Regions from separate parts of the Capra hircus genome. Here region 2 is linked to region 1. The links are chromatin contacts, called in public Hi-C maps. All regions are on one chromosome and are shown on one strand. The core of a region is the stretch at or near the end of the contact, and the rest is flanking DNA. Distances in the headings are between cores, read along the strand shown.

Region 1 (6,109 bases), core at 1,511-4,010:
TGGGCATTTGTGACTTTTGGAGTCTGTAGGGATGTCTCCATGTGGGAGTCTGCTGTGAGAGGACAGTTCTGGGATGGAAGCAGTGTCCAGGTCTGTGAGGCTGGGCTTTCAGTCTGAGTGTGACTGAATATGTGAGTGTGAGTGAATATGTAAGTGCGCTCCTCCCCCACTCAGGGGCTGGGATCTCAGCAGTGGGAAGAGGGAGCCAGGAGTCCCGGGAAGCTGACCCTGCAGGCAGATGGGCAGATGGGCCAGTGAGGGATGAGGGGATGACACCATTGGCCCCTGGGGAGCACAATGCCCATGCCTGGGCCCCTGACCCCGCCACTGTGCCCGCCCTGCCACCTCCCTGTTGCCAGGGTCCAGCTGAAAGAGGCCTTCGATTGCAGCAGCCCAGCTGGAGAATGGTGGCCGTGCTCCTTGGACTGGACTGCCAGGCCCTCCTCGTGTGCTTCCCCGAGGTGCCCCAAAGTCAAGTCCTGCCTCCCCACCCCTCACCCAGGCCAAGAGGGGCTCAAAACTGAGGGGAGGCGGTGGGCTACAGGAGGCTGGTGTGCCCAGGCCTCGCTGGCTGTCCCCACAGGTCCCATTGCAGGCTCTGAGCTGGCCTTGGTGCGGAAGCGCCTGCTGGTGCTGCCCTGCCAGGTGGAGGGTGAGCTGCCTATGTCCATTTCCTGGCAGTGGGATAGACTGGCCCTGACCAATGCCAGCAGCACCACCCTGATGCCCAACGGCTCCCTGCATCTGGCCGCACTGCCCTCTTGCTGGAGCCTCCCCTTCCGTGCCCACGAGTCCCACTGTGTGGCCCAGAACTGCCTGGTGCTGGTGGGCCCAGATGCAACTGGCAAGTAAGTGACTGGGCTGCTCCTGTGAGGGTCGGGGGGGAAGAGAGTGCACAGGGGTACCCACAGATGGCGCCCACAGGGCACAGAATTGCCCAGGGTGGGCTAGGCAGTGTCGACAGCATGCACCATGCCTAGGCCGAGGGCCCTTTCAGGGGATCAGAAACATGTTTTAACTATAATTTCTTTAAAACCAGATGAAAAAATGAATAATGAATATATAATAGTGAGTTGTTATTTGATAGTTCTGGATTATATCTGTGTCGATACTAATGCAAATGTAAAACATGAGTTTAAATGTCACGAAGGTAAAGTGCTCATGGCCTCCGGAGATGCGAGACTGCAGGGCTGCAAGAAGGCAGACAGTGGGGAGCGGCAACCGTGGGCACAGAGGGGAGGCTGGGGCTCTGGGACGAGTCGCTGGTGGCGGAGGTGGGGGCCAGCTCTCTGGGTGCTCAGGTGCTCCCTGTGTCCCAGGCCTGTCATGCTTCTATCAACATCCAGAGTCTGTCAAGGAGGAGCCGGGTGGAGTCACCTGCTTCCAGCGCATGGCCTGGGGAGTGCCTGAGCCTTCCCGTTCCTGGGAACACAAGGGCATGACCGTGAGTGCCGCTGACCACAGGTGATCATAGTGAGGAGTGTGGCGGGGTGAGGGGCTGCGGGCCACTGCCCAGCCACAGACCCCTGCAGGCATCCTCCGCATCACTAGCGTGAGCCAGGTTGACCCGGGCACATACTGCTGCGTGGCTCACAGTGTGGCCAGTACTCGCCACAGCCAGGATGCTCGGCTGGTGCTGAAAGGTAAGCGAGGACCGGGGGATCAGAGCGGGCACCGGCAGAGGAGGGTGTGGGAGCTGGCGCCACAGGGAGTGGGTGTGGCTGATGTAGCTGCATGTGGTACAGAAACTTGGAGCGCTGGCTACATATAGGGACTGCGCTGGGTGTGGGAATACAGATGTAAGCAGGTGGAAGAGGCTCAGCCCATTACCAGCTTCCCAGAGCTGGCAACTGAGTGGAGAGGGAAGTGCTGCGGGAACCCAGGGCAGAGGCCTCTAACCCAGCCTTGGGCTATGGGCAAAGCTATACCAAGCTGAGTGCAGGAGAGGCAGGCCAAGGTCAGGAAGATGGGGAGGGTGGCATTGCTTCCTGTAAAAGCACAAGGGTTAGAATAGTGCAGCTCACGCAGGCAGTTCCATGTTGCTGGACCAGAGAATGGGGAGAACTCAAGGAAACAAGAAATCGATGTAGGAAAGGGCGGTGAGGCCCATCATGAGGAGTCTGGGCTTGATCCAGAGAGCAGTGGGAGCCCTTTGGATGGGCTCAGGGGCTCCTGCGACTCAGCTGTGGGTGGATGCTGGGGGACATTCGTGTTTGTGCATGGTGTGCTCAGATGTATGTGCATGTGTGTGTGTGCACACGCACACACACACGTGCGTGTTTCCTCCTTTGGGTGAAAACAGCCTTGTACCTGAAACTCCAAAAGTGACCCGAAATACAGGCCACGTGGGGTGGGAGAGTTTTGTGCCCAAAATGAGGGTTGCAGCAGAAACTATGAAGAGATGGTACCTAGCGGGGAACAGGTTAAGACCCACGCCGCAGCCTGAAGCCAAGATGCCACCGGAGTGTGAAGGGAAAGCATGCCTGAATTATCCACTAGGGGGCCCCCGCAGTACAGATAACGAGTGAACACTGGGCAAGCATCAAGGCAAAATTCTACCAAAAGATGCTTAATTTTTAAACTGAAAACCGAAAGAGGAAGGGGACATCTGGAGTGTCTCTCATCTGGAGCTGACTTAGAAACTGAAAGAGCAGAGCGGGGATCAGGGGCTCCTCCCTGAGAGCAGAGGGAAGCTGGGGTGAGGCTCCTGCGGCTTTCCACTTCCTGTTCCCGTCCACCATCCCAGGCATGAGGGCAGGGCAGGATGCCCGGCTTCCATGATGATCAGTGCTCCTGGCAAAGTGACTGGCCAGGCACGGGTCCTCCATCCTGCTGGCCGCAGAGGCAGGGGACTGAATGGCCAGAGAGCTTAGGCAGATGACAAGCAGGTGCTTGTTGGGCGCAGATCAGCCAGTGACTGAGCTACATGGCAGCCTACATTTCACAGAGGCAGCTGGGATCAGTGTAGACATTTCCCCAGGGACAGGAGACAGGATCTGCGTACCGAGGCCCCAGCCATCCACCCCTAGAGCGCTTCCCTGGGGCAGGCGTTACCCTGGGCAGGCACCAGGGACACGGGATTTCCCGGACTTTGAAGGAGCGCACAGTGCCCGGAGGGAATGCTTTCAGCAGTGCTTCCAAGACCCAGGATTGCGTTCCACTTCTGCCAGGCCCTCTGGGGCTGAACAAGTCACTTGCCCTCTCTGACACCCAGTTTTCTCATCTGTGAACTTGGAGAAGTAAAAGCGCTGGCCTCACAGGCTTGTAGTGAGGATTAAAGGGGCCCAGCGCATGGGGGCTCACAGTATAAAGCCTGGCATGCGGAGGCGTTCAGCCAGGGATGGATGTCATATGCACCAGCTCTGCCCACTAGACGGTCTGACCAGGTGGAACATGGCCTCCTTGGCCACCGCCAGGACATTTCAAGACAGTCCACAGCTGGAGCTAGAGCTTCGGGAGGCAAACTGAGGAGGGCCTGGTCCAAAGTAGACCCTCAATATACAGTGGTGGGCTGAGTGGAGAATGGACGAAATGCTGTGCTAGACCTTGAGCCAGATTCAAATGTGGGTAAGACTTTACACCAGTCCTTGAGGAGCTTTCTTTTTTTTTTTTTTTTTTTTTGAGGAGCTTTCTGAACAATCACGTTTGGCCGTGCTGGGTTTCGTTGCGGCATGGGCTCTTCTCCAGTGGAGGCGAGCGGGGGCTGATCTCGAGTGCAGTGCACCGGCTTCTCGTGGTGGGGGGCTCTCTTGCTGTGGAGAGAGTATCCAGGTTTCAATAGTTTTGGCATGTGGGCTCAGGAGTTGCAGCTCCTGGGCTCTAGGGCACAGGCTCAGTGGTCATGGAGCATGGCCTTAGCTGCTTTGCAGCATGTGGGATCTTCCTGGACCAGGGGTCAAACCCAAGTCCCCCGCATTGGGAGGTGGGTTCTCTGCCGGCTGAGTCTCTGGTATGTGTGTATATGTGTGTGTGTGTGTGGGAGCTCCGTCAGCTCTGACTCTTTGCAACCCCCATGGGCTATAGCCTGCGAGGCTCCTCTGTCCATGGAATTTTCCAGGCAAGAATATTGGAGTGGGTTGCCATTTCCTACTCCAGGGGATCTTCCTGACCCAGGGATCAAACCCACATTTTTTGCATCAGGCAGATTTTTTACCACTAGCACCACCAGGGAAGCCCAGAAACTTTGAGAGATGTAACTTTGTATGAGAACTTTTTTTGTTTTTGTCTTGCTATGGCTTGTGGGTTCCTAGTTCCCCAACCAGGGATCAAATTCAGGGCCCCCTGCAGTGGTAGCACAGAATTCTAACCAATGGATTGCCAGGGAATTCCTAAATTTTTAATAAAGGACATTTATGAAAAGGTTAAATAAGTATGTGTTACAAAATCTCATAAAATAAAAAGCGGCAAAACAAGAATGGGGGTGACAGGATGAAGGAAGACAAAGGCCTGGTCCCTTGCTGTTCACAGCTGTACTCCCAGCGTGGGAGCAACACCTCACACAAGGCAGCCCCCCAGTGATGACTCGCTGATTTGATAAGATGGGAGAGGGCGCCCGAAAATGAAGATGCTGTTAGACCCAAAGAGCAGTGTGTTTCAGAAAAACTTTTGCATCCCATTTGAGCAGCTGAGACACGCTCACTTGGCAGGGGGCCCTGGCTCTCTTTCTAAGGGAAGGGTCTTCCGGCAGTTTTGTGGTTGACTTAGGGAAGGGGACTACGTCCCTACCTGGTCCACCTGGTCAGTTCACGTTCTGACACTGCTGCAGGCCTTCCAGGGGCACTCTGTGGTGGCGGGGGGCTTGCATACACCCTTCCCTCTCTCCACCCCTCCAGTTTAACTTGGGGCCTGCTTAGTACACCAAAGCTGCTTAGCTCTGATGCAGGCCGACCTCAGAGGTACTGCAGGTTTGGTGCCAGACTACAGTGACTATCACAATAGAGTGAGTCACGTGAATTGTTTGGCTTCCCAGTTCATATAAAATCACGTTTCTACTGTATCCTATTAAATAGCATTATGTATAAAACAAAGTACATACCTCATATAAAAATGTTGATAGCTAAAATTGCTAACCATCATCTGATAATGCAGGGTTGGCACAAGTTTTTGATTTGTTTAAAAAACAAAAAAACCGTTGCAGTATCTGTGAAGTGCAATAAAATGAAGTATACTTCTATTTGTGGGATTCCCTAGTAAAGAACTCACCTGCCATGCAGGAGCCTCAGGAAGACATGGGTTTGATCCCTGGGTCAGGAAGGTCCCCTGGAGGAGGGCACAGCAACCCACTGCAGTACTCTTGCCTGGAGAATCCTATGGACAGAGGAGGCTGACAGGTATGGTCCATAGACACAGACACACACAGACACACACACACACGCACGCACGCACGCACGCACGCGCACACACACACACACACACACGCACTTCTATTTACTGCCATAGGACCTTGGGCAAGTAATTTTCTTTATATGTAAACCAGGAGTAAAATAGCAACACCTCTGGGGTCTGGTCACTTGAGGATTAGAAGGGGCCTCTGGGAGCGGAAGTGTGTCCTGGATTCAAGGGGAGAGTTCTGTTTCCCGATCCCTCAATTTTCTGTTTCCCCCTCTCAGTGGGATCCCCACAGCTGCTACAGGAGCCAGAGATCCTGTCTGGGGCTCAGAACCCGAGGGTACAGTGCTGGAATGCATTGTCACAGGCCACCCACGGCCACTGGTCTCCTGGAGCCACCTGGGTGTGTAGCAGTCCTGCCCTGTCCCGCCTCCCGGAGTCCCCAGCACTTTGCACCTTCCCAGCTCTGACCAGTTGTCTCCCTGCAGGTGGCTGCTCCATCAGTTTAGAGGGCATCCACGTCCTGGGCCCTGGGAACCTTGTGATCTCTGAAGTGCTGGTCCAACACTCGAGCACCTACGTCTGTGCGGTCAATCGGCCCGGAACTCAGATCCGACGATGGCACAGAGCATCCTGCTTGTGCAGGGTGAGCCCCAAGGGCCAGCTAGGGAGGGTCCTGGGCCACCCCACTTGCCACGGGAACCTGGATGAGGAGAGGAGCAGCAGGAGGGTGAGAGGCCAGGCCTCATGGCACCTCCCACCTGCCATCACCTGCCTGGCT
Region 2 (6,354 bases), core at 1,096-3,595, 140 kb after region 1:
TGTGACTGTGTAGCCTTGGCAACCAGAAAGCTGAAATATGGAGAACATGGCTACACAAAACCAAATTTATCTTTGCTTTGGAAAAAATATTCAAAATACCTGCTTTTCTAATAGCAGGTCAGTAGAATAGTCCGTCTTTAAACATAGTGTACCGGTTATGAAAAGGAATCTTCTGTCACTTCAGTTATCCTTGTCATACTCTGTGCCAATGTTTGTCCCTCTCAAACACAGCTATTCAATTCTCTTTTATCCTTTATCTCACCACTCATTATGTCTTCAAGTTGTATTACAAAACTCGAGTATTCTCTACTTCTCCCTGCTGGTCAAACTCTCTCTCCCTAGTGCTTTAAATTATTCTTCAATTTTCATGGATCTGTCTGATAAAAACCTATTAGTTCTTTTTTATTTCATCTTATCTCGTCTGAATCTGGACTTTTCATCCCCAGCAATAGACTATTCTTTTTCAGCTCTCTAAATTGTTGTTGTTGTTTAGTTGCTAAGTTGTGTCTGATATTTTCTTTCCATGTCTGACTCTTTTGCAACCCCATGGACGGTAGCCCAGCAGGCTCCTCTGTCCATGGGATTTCCCAGGCAAGAATATCAGAGTGAGTTGCCATTTCCTCTTCCAGGAGATCTTCCCGACACAGAGATTGAAACTGCATCCAGTTGCATTGGCAGCTGGATCCTTTATCACTGAGCCACCTGGGAACATGTCACTTCCTCAGAGGTTTTTCTCACCCATCAGTAGTATGCCGAACCATACAGAAGGCTGAGAGATGAAGAATTGATGCTTTTGAACTCTGGTGCTGGAGAAGACTCTTGAGAGTTGTCCCTTGGACAGCAAGATCAGACCAGTCAATCCCAAAGGAAATCAACCCTGAATATTCATTGGAAGGACTGATGCTGAAGCTCCAATACTTTGGCCACCTGATGCAAAGAGTGGACTCATTGGAAAAGACCCTGATGCTGGGAAAGACTGAAGGCAGGAGGAGAAGGGGCAGGGCCAACAGAGGATGAGATGGTTGGATAGCATCACTGACTCAATGGACTTGAGTTTGAGCAAACTCTGGGAGATAGTGAAGGACATGGAAGTTTGGCCCGCTGCAGTCCATGGGGTTGCAAAGAGTCTGACATGACTGAGCAACTGAACAACAACAGTAGTGTGCTGGAACCAACTATTACTGGCTCATGAAAACAGACTGTGCTTTCCAAATCCGTGTTTAATGACATTGGTAGTCTGAAACCGGCCAAGGTAAGAGTATTTTCTCCATTGAAATTACCAAAGACAACAAATCAGGGCTCCCCTCTATAAAGTCAATGGTTAAACGTTTACCTGGAGAAGGCAATGGCACCCCACTTCAGTACTCTTGCCTGGAAAATCCCATGGACGAGGGAGCCTGGTAGGCTGCAGTCCATGGGGTCGCGAACAGTTGGACACGACTGAGCGACTTGACTTTCACTTTTCACTTTCATGCATTGGAGAAGGAAATGGCAACCCACTCCAGTGTTCTTGCCTGGAGAATCCCAGGGACGGGGGAGCCTGGTGGGCTGCCGTCTATGGGGTCACACAGAGTCGGACACGACTGAAGTGACTTAGCAGCAGCAGCAGCAGCAGCAAACGTGTACCAGCGTATCCTTGACAAGAACTCACATCCCTTGTCCCATTCTATTCCTTTGGAATTAACCAGGTCCTCATATACCATCTGAGTCATTTTTGCTCCTCCTTTATGACAAATGGACATTTTAACCCTTTGATCGTTACTGTAGAAGATAATGATTTGGTCTTTTTTCTTTCTTTTCATTCCCTGTCCAGAGTTTCAGTGCTGCCAAGATTACAAATCTTGGAAATGTAGTTCTGATGAAAATGTAGTGGAAAGGATGTGGGAATGTAAAGACAGAGTTGTGAAGATTAACATTCAAAGCAGTCAGAACAATACAGAAGTGAGTAATGTAATAATTATTACAGAGAAAGATGGAAAGGAGAGAATAAAATTAACAACGGTTAGTCCTAGAAATAGGCTGAAAGTGCGGAAAAGATGAGAACTTGCCTTTTTTATATTTACATTACTGAATTGTTAAAAATGGGGAAACTAAACCAATTGAAAAATAGTAAAGAAATTTAACAAGTCATAGACACAACTCAGTCTGTTTTCCTAAGCAGTTCCTGTTGTTAAAGTGTAGCGCGAAATTTTAAAAATGTCTATTTACCCCTTGACGGAGACCAGACACTGACCTTAAGATGCCAAGCTCACTCTCTTAACATGGCGACTCATCTGAGTCCTGTCATTTAGAGACCTTCCCCAAATGGCAGCCCCCACCTCGCCCCATCGCCCAAGACCATGAGAGAAGGACCTTCTCAACATGGCGGCGATAGGCCCTAACGTCATTTCCTGCGGGACGGCAAATTTAAGGATCAGGATTTCCGCTTCCGCCCCTTTCCGGCGGTGACGACCTCCTCACGAGAACATGCCTGTGAGTTCCTTCGGCTAGGTTTCCGTGGAGATCTCATTCTTCTGTCTGCACGCTGCTCTCACGCTGATTTGGGATCACAGAGGGCCCTCATTTGCCCTCCGCACTTCCCAGGACAAGTTAACTACAGGGGCCGCAGAGGCCAGCTGGGACCCGTGCTTGGACGGGAGCGGAGAGGCAATAAGATGGCGGCCCAGCTGCGCAGACACCAGGGGCGACAAGGGACGAGCTCTCCCCGTTGTGTGGCAGTGGGGGCTGTTTTCGATCATCCATGTTCACCATTGGTTTCTAAATTTCTACATTTCTGCCTCTGTTAGCTCGCAAAGGATCTTCTTCATCCCTCTCCAGAAGAGGAGAAGAGGAAACACAAGAAGAAGCGCCTGGTGCAGAGCCCCAATTCCTATTTCATGGATGTAAAATGCCCAGGTGAGGAGATAACATGTGGTAGTGGGGAAAGCACTGAATCTCACGAGTTGAAAAAAGGTATCCGTGAAGCCCTAATTGTATTCAGATTTGAATGTTAGAGATGAGTAAAATTTTGCGCTTTAGGAGGAGTGATCCAGAGAGTCCCCTTCAAAACTCTGTAGACCGCAACGTTTCTGTTGGGAAACACTGGAATGATAATGTTGGGCTTCTGTGGTAATTTATGTACTTGTTCCTGGCGGCAAAGGGGTGGGTATGTTGACCAGTTACTGAGCATCTCTCCTTACCAAGTACAGGATTTTTTTCTTTCTGACTTTTGAATAATTTTTTGGATGATGTTGATTAGATTACTCAGAAAATGCATAGGTTGGGGCACATGGTCGAGGTTGCTTTTGAGTTGACTTTGATGTATATCTAGAGCCAGATAATCAAGTTTAGGTATGGAAAGTAAGTTCCAAGAATTTTCATAGCATACTTGTTTTACAGTTAATGCATGACAGCATATGTTTAAGTGAAGAAAGGTTTGGGGGGAAAAGGGTAACTCCTTGATGTTTCCCCCCCCCCCCGCAGGATGCTATAAAATCACCACCGTCTTCAGCCATGCACAAACAGTAGTTTTGTGTGTTGGCTGCTCTACTGTCCTCTGCCAGCCTACAGGAGGAAAAGCAAGGCTTACAGAAGGTAAATGGTTTAATGTAATTTTTATGCTTTTCTTCTTTATGTCAACCAAATGCGTAATCGGGAAGCATGTGTCTCAAAATGCTACTGTCTAAAGCTGGGTGGATGGGTGATAAAAGGGCTTCATATGAGCTGAATCTGATGTCTAGTGACTAGGCAGAAGGTAAAAGAGTTGAAGAAAATACAAATGTAGGTTTCATACCGGTTAGAGGCATTTTGTTTTGTGGGGTTCAGGCAGGGTAAGGAGGCTGCTATCAGTTAACCTTTGAACTTTTTTTTTTTTTTTTTTTGCAGGATGCTCTTTCAGACGGAAGCAGCACTAAAAGTACCCTGTATCAAGATGAACGGGAAACCATCCCAATAAACACGTTTTGGATACATCCTGTTTATTGTCTTGTTTTACTGCTAGGAAGTTCCTACCTCACGTATTCAGGGGCAACCAGAAGAGTGGATTCTAGAGTCATTTGGGGCAAGTAAGTGGCCAAGAACTTAAAAAGTCCATTTGGGACATTGCTATCCCTAGGTTCATGGAGTAAATCTGCAGAGCTTGATTAAAAACTGGAATAGTATGTAAATGGGGTATTTCATTTCACTTTTGTGTTTTCTTAGAATTAAGAACTGACAGTTGATATTTAAAACGCAATCCAGCACACCACTTTAATATAAAGTAGCCTAGGATCCTTTATTTACAGTTCTCAGAAGCCTTGTTTGGAGGTGTGTGAGTGTAGAGGTTGCTGCTGATCTGGGGCTAGAACTCTCCAGTCCCCTATTGTGAAAAACTTGTCCAAGCAGAGGTTAGTGTCATACTCCACAGCCAGTGCTGTAGCCGATTCTGGGCTGGTGGGGGTTGTGGACTCGTGAGTGGAAGGGGAGAACATGTGGATGTGTAAGAACCTAGGAGGAAAGGAAATAAAAGGATAAATAGAGGTGAATGAGGGTGGTACCTGAGTTTTTCGGAGATAACAGATGATGGTTCTTTACCTTAGTGTGTACCTAGAGTTGGCACATAAACAACTGGAACTGTCTGCATCTTGTTTAGGAAGGCATTGTATGCTGGAAAAAGAATAAGAGATGTCAACAAGGAGATCTGTTCTCACTGGAGGAAGGCCTTAAGGGTCAAGTCCGTTCTTAAGTATTGCTATAAAAAAAGTAATGCTTCAAATTAAATAACACTGTATACTTAATAGGAAGTTTTTATTCAGTGATTTTCAGAGGTATTCCAACTTATGGCTGAAAGATGGGAAATGCACATGTATATAATGGTATGTGTTATGTTGCTCATCTCTTGCTATGTATTTGAGCAAAACTAGCTATAATCTAAAGTTTAGCAGTGATTTCCACTTCTGAGTGATAGCTGTTTGCTGCATGCGTTTATTGCTTCTCAGTGAGTTGGGCAGGATCTTTGGTCCACCAGGTGACTAAGGGTAGGGAGGCTAAGTCAGTTTCAATTGCATGTCCCAAATTAGATGTGATATAAACAGCTAATTTTCATCCTCATTTAGTTTGTGAAATAAAATGAAGGCAGTTTCCAAGTCTAAATTCTACGGTGCTGCATATAAGGACTCCTTACCTAGAAAGAGGAAAGCTGTTGATCCCAGCACCGCAAAGAGGGTAAAGAGGAGAATCTGGTAAGAACCTGCGAACTTCTGGAGAACACCTGAACCGTCACATTGATCTACGCATTGGCAGAATAAAAGAAGATAGTTTTTTAAAGGACAGATGTTGCTCCTTTAAAAATTGTATGCTCCTGAGATATCTAGCTGAAACACTCAAAACTTAGCCTCTAGGAAATTCTTTTTGTTCCTTACCAGAGAAAAAGGGGTGAACTGTACTTGGTGCCTCTACCTTTTGGGCTTTAATAAACTGCAATTCTTGAGCCTTTTCAGCTTCCTAAAGAATGTTTAAATTCTCTGCTACTGTAAAATGCCTGTTATCTCTCCTGTGTACTTTAACTCCAAGTGACATCCTTCAGCTTTTAATCCCTCTAACCTGAAACGACCCAGGAGCCACTTGTCCTTTTTTATTCAGCTATCGTTTCTAGGGAACATGATTTGTATATAACTTTGTCCTCAATAAAAGTTGAGACATGTCTTTTGAAGCATAGTTTCTCTTGGTTATTTCGAATTCTTCAGTGTCTAGAAGTGAACTCTTCCTGCCTCATCAAATTGCCATTCCAGATAAACTCACCAGGCCCTTATACATAGTTCCTGTTCTGCAACCCTTGTATAGGCCCTCTACCTCTGGGCTCTTAACTGCTCTTAACGTCTCACTAAACTCTGTTCACAACTGTTTAACAACTTCACACTTAAACTGCTTTACTCTGAAGAATAATTTGAGGTTGCTTATACTGAAAAAAAAAAAAAATGGCCTTCACTGGTGGCTCAGATGGTAAAGAATCTTCAGTGCCTGGAGACCTGGGCTTGATCCCTGTGTTGGGAAGATCCCCTGGAGGAGGGCATGGCAACCCCCTCCAGTATTCTTGGCTGAGAGATCCCATTGGCAGAGGAGCCTAGCAGGCGACAGTCCATGGGGTGTCCAAAAGAGTTGGACACGACTTAGCAACTAAACAAAACAACATACTAAAATCTCCAATCCCTGATCTAGTCCCAAAACTGGAAATCCAAATAAATAAATCAAGAGGTATATTAACTTACGACACCCCTTTGTTGTGTCTACATTGAACTAATTCCTGTCTTAATTGGGCCCTGTTTTAAATACCTGTTTCTGCAAGTAGGTATCATGCTTGTATGAATGATACAGTAGTATGTGTGCTCTAGTAATAAA

Evidence for each region. Hi-C and Micro-C count contacts between places; a contact is called where the count stands out from the background.
Region 2: a Hi-C map of blood shows a contact between it and region 1, with 8 times the contacts expected there. The contact joins the promoter of RAB13 here to the enhancer-like site in region 1. A contact is called at or near these places in 3 of 5 Hi-C or Micro-C datasets (all in blood).

The regions. Positions count from the first base shown.
Region 1 is chr3:103,552,036-103,558,144 of ARS1.2, forward strand. No RefSeq gene overlaps it. Among named protein-coding and RNA genes, the nearest start is that of SLC27A3, 26 kb to the left of the region's middle. Within about 2 kb of position 2,761, at least 4 of the 5 cell types and tissues checked have an H3K27ac peak or open chromatin away from gene starts, as enhancers often do.
Region 2 is chr3:103,696,737-103,703,090 of ARS1.2, forward strand. RAB13 (ras-related protein Rab-13) reads right to left here and starts at 2,346. Exons shown (of 8, transcript XM_005677470.3): 1 at 2,234-2,346. It overlaps RPS27 (40S ribosomal protein S27), which reads left to right and starts at 2,376. Exons shown (of 4, transcript XM_005677468.3): 1 at 2,376-2,472; 2 at 2,787-2,895; 3 at 3,463-3,573; 4 at 3,865-3,956. The coding sequence starts at 2,467. The coding sequence ends at 3,893. It overlaps NUP210L (nuclear pore membrane glycoprotein 210-like), which reads right to left. Exons shown (of 40, transcript XM_013977080.2): 38 at 5,141-5,245; 39 at 4,552-4,623; 40 at 4,071-4,464. The coding sequence ends at 4,337.